2 separate regions of the Mus musculus genome follow, and region 1 is linked to region 2. A link is a contact called in public HiChIP or PLAC-seq data. All regions are on one chromosome and are shown on one strand. Each heading gives the region's core, a stretch centred on a gene start, on an enhancer-like site or on the middle of the called end of the contact. The rest is flanking DNA. Distances are from core to core; before and after follow the strand shown. Region 1 has its middle 30 kb from the start of Nfat5. Region 2 has its middle 10 kb from the start of Cyb5b.

Region 1 (4,549 bases), core at 1,765-4,264, 120 kb before region 2:
GTTCTTGTTACTATTTTGTTTTTGAGACAGGGATCTCATTTAGCAGATTATAATTTTCAATCCTTAATTCTTCTGTTTCCAAATCTCAAATGTTGGGATTGCAGGCATGACCCACACACCCGACTTCCCAACTTCTTTTACTAACAGGATTATGGAGGTCTGAGTATCGTGGTGAAACTATTGCATAGCTATAAAAAAATCAGAATCATCCTCAAACTTCCTGGTTTCTTTTTTCTTTTTTTTACCTTTTGGGAGCAAAAAGCAATATGATATATTATTTAATATATCACACACACACACACATATTACAAGTATATCCCAATGCAGTATGGTATACAGGAATAGATAAGTGGTATTACTGGAAAGAACCAATGACATTTTCAATTATGTTAATAACGCACTCTGTTGGGTGTTTTTTTAGTAGAGTTTTGTTGACTTTTGTTGTTTTTGTTACTGTTGCTGTTTAGTTGGTTGGGTGGGTGGTTGGGTCTCACTGTGTAGCCCAAGCTGGTCTTGAACTTGAAATCCTTCTCCCTTAGCCTCCCACGTGCTGAGAGGATAGATGAGCTTTGTTTAGCTGGCTTCTTTGTTTTGACAAATGTTATGTAGGATATTAACATAGAGGATCTGGATAAGAGATGTGTGTGTGTGTGTGATTTTTGTATTGCTATTATAGATACAAAATTACTCTAAAGTCATTGGTTTTTTGTTTGTTTGTTTGATTTTTTAAAAAGGTCGCATTAAAATAATTTGAAAAGGCTGGAGAGATGGATGGCTCAGTGGTTAAGAGCACTTGTTGATCTTGTAAAGAGCTAGGCTCAGTTCTCATCACCCACCTGGTAGCGTACAACAATCCTTAACTCCAGTTCTGGGGGTTCTGGCACCCTCTTCTGGCCTCCTCGGGTACCGGGCATTCAGTGCACATTCTCATACAGAAGCAAAACGTTCATGTGCATAAAATAAAAAAATAATAAATCTTTTGAAAGAAAAATGCAAACAACTAAGAAGTGCTTATAAGGGCTCAAGAGATGGCTCAGTGGTTAGGACCATTTACTGCTCGCTGTTCTAGCGGATGAGAACTGGCGCCCAGTGCCCATGTTAGGAAGCTTCCAGCCATCCTGTGACTGCAGCTCTACAAAAATCTCACTTCCTTTTCTGGTCTCTAAGGTAACTGTGTACATGCATACATACACACCAACACAAATTTAAAAAAAAATTTTTTTAAATGGGAGGATGTATTGAGACAGCCTTCTCTATGTAGCACTGGCCTGCCTGGAACTGTCTATGTAGACCAGGCTGGGCTCCAAATCACAAAGACCTTATTAACAGAGCAGGCCACCACATTGGGCTTAAAGTTTAATAAAAAAAAATTAAAAGAGTTAAAAATCTCTCCTTTCTGGTGGCTGCAGAGATGACTGAAGAGACTGGCTGCTCTTCCTGAGACTGCGGCTTCAATTCCCAGCACCCATACAGAGGCTCACAATTGTCTATGTAGAACTGAAGTCCCATAGGCTCGGATGCCCTCTTTAGGGATACAGATAAAACACCCATATACATAAGAAACATAAATAAATAAACCTTACCAAAACAAGATAAAAAAAAACTTCTCTTTTCTGCTTTGCAATTCTGCCCCTAAACTCAAACTGCATTTGTCTCTTTCTAGAGTATATTTATTCAAATACATATTTATCTCATGTGTGTCTCTTTCTAGAGTATTATTCAGACATACTAAGTTTTAAAATATTATGTCTTGGGCCAGCAAGTAAAGTGGGTAAAGGTAAAGAAAGGTGCTTGCTGCCACATCTTATGACCTGTGTCTGATCCCAGGGACCTAAGGATGGAAGCAGAGAACCGACTCCTGAAAGATGTTCTCTGGCCTTCATATCCTTACATACCATGACACAGGCATGCCCACATACATACACACACACAAAAGTACATAAATAAATGTAATAAGAATCCAAAGAGCTCTTCCACAGGAGGCCTACACGCCGCCGTCTGTGCCGCCGCCATGTCTCTAGTGATCCCTGAGAAGTTCCAGCACATTTTGCGAGTACTCAACACCAACATCGATGGGCGGCGGAAAATAGCCTTCGCCATCACTGCCATTAAGGGCGTGGGGCGGAGATATGCTCATGTGGTGTTGAGGAAAGCAGACATCGACCTCACCAAGAGGGCTGGAGAACTCACGCAGGATGAGGTGGAGCGAGTGATCACCATCATGCAGAACCCACGACAGTACAAGATCCCAGACTGGTTCCTGAACAGACAGAAGGATGTGAAGGATGGGAAGTACAGCCAGGTTCTGGCCAACGGTCTAGACAACAAGCTGCGTGAGGACCTGGAGCGGCTGAAGAAAATTCGAGCCCATAGAGGGCTGCGCCACTTTTGGGGCCTTCGTGTCCGCGGTCAGCACACCAAGACCACTGGCCGCAGGGGCTGAACTGTGGGTGTATCCAAGAAGAAATGAGTCTCTGGGCCTTTGCTGTTAATAAATAGTTTATATACCTATGAAAAAAAAAAAAAGAATCTAAAGAACATTGTACCTCATTAAACCCTTCCAACAATGGTTTGAAAATGGTATTCCAAGCAAATGCCGTAACTAAGACTCAGAGAGAGATTCAGCAACCAGTCCAAAGTCACAGCAAGAAAACAGCAAGTCCATGCTGTTCCCAGGATGCCCCAGGCTTAGGAGGCAGGAGGTTAGAGGCCAGAATGTGCTCTGCATATTAGATACTGGGAAGGGCTCAGTCTGGGATGGGGAGTGGGGGTAGGGGACTCCTTAGCTTGGCACAAGGCTCTCACAAGCTAAGATCAGCATCCCTCTCTTCCTCTAGTCTATGCCAACAGGAAAGCTGTGCAGGCAATAGTCATGATTGCCTAGAAAATCATGAATGTGATTCTAGAAGTGTTTTAGGTTGCCATTGGCATCGGATGGGAGGGATATACTATGTAGAGATCAGGAAACACAAGGGTGTGCCCCAGTGCACACGCAGAGGTCAGAGGACAACGTGCAGGAAGCAGTTCCCTCTTATTTTGTGGGTTCTGTTAGGTCTCAAACCCGGGACAAATGGCTTATTTAACATATCAAAGCCGACCGGGTTCTCCCAGCATGCTTCAGTCCCTATCTGTTACGGGTGTGGCTGGCATATTCTCTACCTTAAAATTCTCCAGCCCAGAGGTTGGACTGCCCTTCCCCCAGCTGCTCTTCTGTATATAGTCCAGCCATTTTGGCTACGCTGGTCCTTGCTGGTCCTTTTTACCCTTCACCTTCTGGCTTTTCGGTCTGGCTCTCACCATCTCCGATCCCCCATCTCTGATCCCCCATCTCCTCTCATGACCCTGTCATATTCACTCTGGACTCTCTCAGATGTCCCTGCCTGTGACTATGTTCTTTCTTTTATCTACAATAATCCTTTCCCTCCACCAAACTATGAACAGTCATATCCTTCCTTTTCTCTTCCTTTTCTTTTTCCTTTCCTTTCCTCTCCTCTCCTCTCCTCTCCTCTCCTCTCCTCTCCTCTCCTCTCCTCTCCTCTCCTCTCCTCTCCTTTCCTCTCCCCTGTCCCCTCTCCCCTCTCCCCTCCCCTCCCCTCCCCTCCTCTTTCTTTCTTTCTTTCTTTCTTTCTTTCTTTCTTTCTTTCTTAAATTGAAGTTCAAAGAATTGGGTTCAGGCCGTCAACCAGGCTTGGTGGCAAGTGAGCCATCTTACTGTCCCTGGTATTTTGTAAAATATTATAGTGAACCCATGTGACGGGTTCTGCACACGGAGTCCTCAGAATTCAACCAATACAAAATTCACAACACAGAAGAGCACTCAGGCCTCTCCTCCAAGCCAATGTGAACCACTTGCCAGGAATGGAATTTTCACACCTTAAATGGTCGAAGTGAGTTTTGGGGGGGAGGCTTCTGGGTGAATCATAAAGCCAGCCATTGCTGGTAGGGCCTCTGAATGGGAGGAAACAGGAACAAAGTGCCAAGGTTTCCGCACAAGCTGGTTGGCAGTTCAGGATGTTGGGCCCTGTTGTGACCTCAACTGAACCACACCTCCAGACAAACAAACAAACACCCTCCTCTACCAAAAACAAAACAAAAAACCCCCAAAACAAAAAACCCTCACGTCCACACCCACCAGCAGAGCTGTAAACTAGATACTGCCCCAGCAACACAAAGGGTTCTTGCTGCCTGAGTCCACTCTCACCCCAATCAGGAACTTCTATGTGTTCTTTATATATATATGCATATATATATATATATATATATATACTCAAATCTTATTTTTTTAAATTTTTGTAGCTATTATTATTATTATTATTATTATTTTATTGAATATTTTCTTTATTTACATTTCAAATGTTATCCCCTTTCCAGGTCTCCCCTCTGGAAACCCCCTCCCCCTGCTTCTTTGAGGGTGCTCCCCCACCCACTCACCCACCCTCTCCTACCTTCCTGCCCTGGCATTCCCCTACACTGGGGCATCAAACCCCCTCAGGCCCAAGGGCCGCTCTTTCCACTGATGTCCAACAAGGCCATCAGGCTGGAGAGATGG
Region 2 (4,230 bases), core at 1,580-4,079:
TCCAAAGATTAATAGTCCCACCAGTGAGATTGTAACAGAGAAGCAAGTAACACAAGGTCCAAAGATTAATCTGGTCACTATCGAGAGTCTAAAGGATACAATCCACCCTTACTGCAAGATGCAGAGATTTAATCCCAAAGCTGTCCATCAACAAGGTGAGGGTGTTTGATGTGGTTTTGTAGACCTTGTAAAGCAAAGGAGATATTAGCAGAATTATCAGGATTTTGCAAACAATATTTCATTTACAGTTAGGAAAAGCATGAGTCTTCTCCTCTAATTACAGCTGGGGAGGCTTCAATTCTCCACCTGGTTCATCAGTAACACACAATCAAGGTTGATTTAGTGGGGAGAACCTTAAGGGCCCGATCCTTCATCTCTTTTAAAGGATACTTTAGTTTTGTAGCTGTTGTATATTTTTTAAAATAATTTCTTTATTTTTATTTTATGGATATTGATATTTTGCCTGAATGTGTGAGTTTCTCAGAACCTCAGAGTTACAAGCAGTTGCGAACTACCTTGTGGGTGCTAGGAACAGAACCCAGGTCCTTTGCAAGAGCAACAAGTGTTCTTAGCCACTGAGCTAAGAACCCTCATGAGCCCCTTTTTTTTTTTTTAACTAACGTGTCTTCAGTTGAGAATTAGTCAAGGCCTTACTGACTGAGGCTCTCCTTGGGAGCACAGCGGGCAAATCCTTTTTTGTTGACTCTCCTCTTAGCAGAATGTACAATGGTTAGCATCCAGTTTGGAGGAGTCCCAAGGCATCTCCGAACAGGAAGACAGGTGACTTACCAGAGCTTTGGCATCTTTTAAGATATGTCCTGTAGTCCTCTGGGACCTAAGAACAAGGGTTAAGTTTTGTCCCTTTTAGCCTTTCTGTCCATGCAGACACAGGCCTTCACATATGATTATCAGGTACCTAAAAGCTCGTGCAAAATCTAAGCACATTTAAATAAATGTGGCTAGGACATATATTCTTACTTTTTAAGATGGTACTCACAAATGCTACTAAAGAAAAAAATCAATAACAAGGGAATTCTATTGATTTAAGTTGAACTTTGACCTTAGATATTCTTAATAACCCTTAATTATTATACATATGTCCTGTGGTCTTATCTTTTACATACCTCATGTAATTTAGGACTTTGGTTCCTTGTTCAAGCTTCCTTAACTTTTTTTTTCTATTCTGGAAACACCCAGCCACCTTAGCTTTGGACAAAGTCTCATACAGAACTCCTCCTTTATTAAAAACATCTCTTTTAAGGATTTTTTTATTAACATGGATGTGTGAGGATGTGAACATGTGTGTGGGTGTCACTGGAGACCAGATGAAGGTGTCAGAGCCCCTCAAACCAGAGTCACAAGCGGTTGTGAGCCACCCAGCATAGGTGCTGGGACCCAACCTCAGGTCCTGAGTAAGCTCATTCAGCCACTGAGCCATCTCTCTATCTCCCACTAAAGATGCTTTCATTCCTATAGCCTTCTAACTGTCTCTTTTCTTCCTTGCTTTTCCTTGTCCTTTATTTTATTTTTAATATTATGAGACATAGTAGCATTTACATTTACCAACAGTTACATTTACCAACCTCCTTGGGAACTTACTGTTGAGCCTAATGACATCAGACTGGGCTCAGAACACTCAGCAAAGGCAGACAAAACAAACAAACAAACAAACAAACAAACAAACAAAGCCCACGTAGCCAGAAGGGAGCGTCAAGGTGGGGAGAAGAACGTTCTATCTCAGCCAGAGAAAGGCAGGTCACAGGGAAGAGGAAGAAGAACTGTGTAAGCAGCAGGAACACCAACCACTGGGGAGGAAATGTTTAGTAAAGCAAATGGGTCTGGAAAAAGAGAGAGAATGTAGACATGTCTTTGTGCCCAAACTCACAGCTGAGATCCTAGCATCTTAGGAAATCAGTGGATCGAGACAAGAGAGTAAGTTCCAAGCCCGGAGGAACACCCAACCCAGTTCTGAAATCACAGCACAGGGAACAGGGTTCTCCGAAAACGAAGGGCTTTATCAGGGGGAAGGGAGGAGGAACAGAGTTCCAAACTAGAAGCCACAAAAGAGGGGACAGAACCCTGGGTGGAGGGTAGGCTAACCAACATCTGGTCCAGTTTGAGACCTGTGCCAGGAGAGGGAGGGGCCCCCAACCCCCACCCCCATCCCCGACACACTATTAATGATATTCTACTACACTTGTAGACAGGCGCCTAGCATAACCGTCATCAGAGAGACTTCGCCCAGCAATGGATAGAAACTGATGCAGAGATGCACAGCCAAACATTGAGCGGGGCTTGGGGAATCCTATGGAAGGGGTGGTGGGGATTGAAGGAGCCAGAGGGGTCCAGGGCTCTAGGAGAAAACCTACAGAATCAACTAACCTGAGCCCATAGAGACTGAACTGCCAACCAGGGAGCATGCGTGGAATGGACCCAGACCTTCTACCTGTATGTAACGGTTGTGACGCTGGTTCTTCGTGTGGGACTCCTAAAGTGTGAGGAGCAGCTGTCTCTGACTACTTCGTCTACCTTTGGATCCCTTTCCCTCCAACTGGGCGGCTTTGTCTAGCCTCAATAGAAAAAGATGTGCCTAGTCTTCCTTCAACTTGATATGCCTCCCCTTTTGTGAGGAGAAAGGAGGAGGGCAGGAGGGGGGAGGGGGAGGGGAGGGGGGGTGAGAGGGAGTAACTTAATGAAGGAAGAGGGAGGGGGAAGAGAGAGAGAGAACAGAGAGAAAGGAGAGAGAGCCCCATCTGTAGAACAAAGCCCAAGGCTGTTGGCAGAAGGCTGCAATAGAGTCCTTGAGGGCGGGCAAAGGCTGTAAGGGCTATGACTCAGCAGTTCTAAGCCTCTCGAGTATAAATAGAAGAGTCAACGCTGGGGCAAGCCAAAGAGGAGCAGGGACCTACAAAGTCTGAGGATTTTATGATAGAGAAGGTGGTGTCTGAAAGCAAAGACAGGCAAGCCCTCACCGGGTGCCACAGATTTCCTTACGGACGATCCTTCTAAGTTGTTTCTGAGTTTTGATCATAAGAGTATTAAATCTCATAAACAGGAAGGCGATTGGTTGGCTATTTAAAAGACTAAGCTAGTCCAAGATAACTCTGGGTTTGGACCTGCAACATTTTAGCTCTCTATGCTCACTGCTGAAGTTCCCACAACACAGTCGCTATTGAAGTTCTAACACAGTCATAGCATAGAAGCATTACATTGATATCAAAATTATCAAAGACATTGGATGTTTTTAGGAGCAAAGAGCAAGGCCATGGTGGCACACACGGTGCCCTAGCTCTCAGGAGGCAGAGAGAGGCAGGCCGATCTTTGAGTTCAAGTCCAGCATGGTCTACAGAGTGAATTCCAGGACAACCGGGGATGCACAGAGAAACCCTGGGGAGAGAGGGATGGGGAGAAGAGGGAGAGAGAGAGAGAGAGAGAGAGAGAGAGAGAGAGAGAGAGAGAGAGAGAAGAAGGAGGAGGGGAGGGGGAGGGGAGGGGGGAGGGGAGGGGAGAGCAGAAAAAAGAAATATAAAAGTGGGCCTCCAGTGGCACTGCACAACTCTGAGAATTCAAGGCCAGCCTGGTCTATACAGTGAGTTCCATTGAAGTTAGGGTAACATAGTGAGACCCTGTCTCACTACAAAAAAATATCAAAGAAAAGAAATATAAAAGTACAATTTTTCTTTTGAGGCTGAAGGGTTTTTGGTTTTAGTTTTTCATTAATGAAATCACCTGATTGTCTTTACTTTTTAGAAGCTTACATGAAATGTGTTAGTGATAGATATTAATTTAATTATTGGTCTAAAGTACTAGGGATCACAGACATGATAAAATGTTTTAGAATGGACAAATTTTAAGTAGCTCTAACTTTTTTGTCCACTAAAATACGGTCCATGATGACTGTGTAGTTTTACAGGAATGTCCCAAGTATGAATAAATATTTGTAACAAGATTTTTAAACATTTGTATCTTATTTTGACTATTCAGACAGTTGCTAGCAAGCGAAGGTATTATCCAACAGGGAAGCACAGCGGAGAGCATTCGGGGAAATGTAATCACAGGCTTGAAATGTCTTATTTAGTAGAAGGAGAAAAATCAAGAGCTTTGTCTTTATAAACACGAAGTGCGAATCAATACTTGAGGAAACCTTATTTGGAGGGCAGGAGAGATGGCTCAGTGGTTAAGAACACTGACTGTTCTTCCAGAGGCCCCAGGTTCAATTCCCAGCACCCA

Evidence for each region. HiChIP or PLAC-seq counts read pairs in DNA pulled down with a chosen protein or histone mark.
Region 1: a contact with region 2 is called in an H3K27ac HiChIP or PLAC-seq map of embryonic stem cells, with 11 read pairs. The contact joins two enhancer-like sites. A contact is called at or near these places in 1 of 39 promoter capture datasets (neural stem cells), 1 of 15 datasets of contacts at CTCF or cohesin (large pre-B cells) and 8 of 115 datasets of contacts at active chromatin or transcription factors (CD8 T cells, bone marrow-derived macrophages, embryonic stem cells and 2 more).

The regions. Positions count from the first base shown.
Region 1 is chr8:107,260,711-107,265,259 of GRCm38.p6, reverse strand. It overlaps the pseudogene Rps18-ps3. Among named protein-coding and RNA genes, the nearest start is that of Nfat5, 30 kb to the left of the region's middle. Within about 2 kb of position 3,014, at least 4 of the 459 cell types and tissues checked have an H3K27ac peak or open chromatin away from gene starts, as enhancers often do. A contact at or near this core is called in embryonic stem cells, where this site is marked.
Region 2 is chr8:107,138,545-107,142,774 of GRCm38.p6, reverse strand. No RefSeq gene overlaps it. Among named protein-coding and RNA genes, the nearest start is that of Cyb5b, 10 kb to the left of the region's middle. Within about 2 kb of position 2,829, at least 158 of the 459 cell types and tissues checked have an H3K27ac peak or open chromatin away from gene starts, as enhancers often do. A contact at or near this core is called in embryonic stem cells, where this site is marked.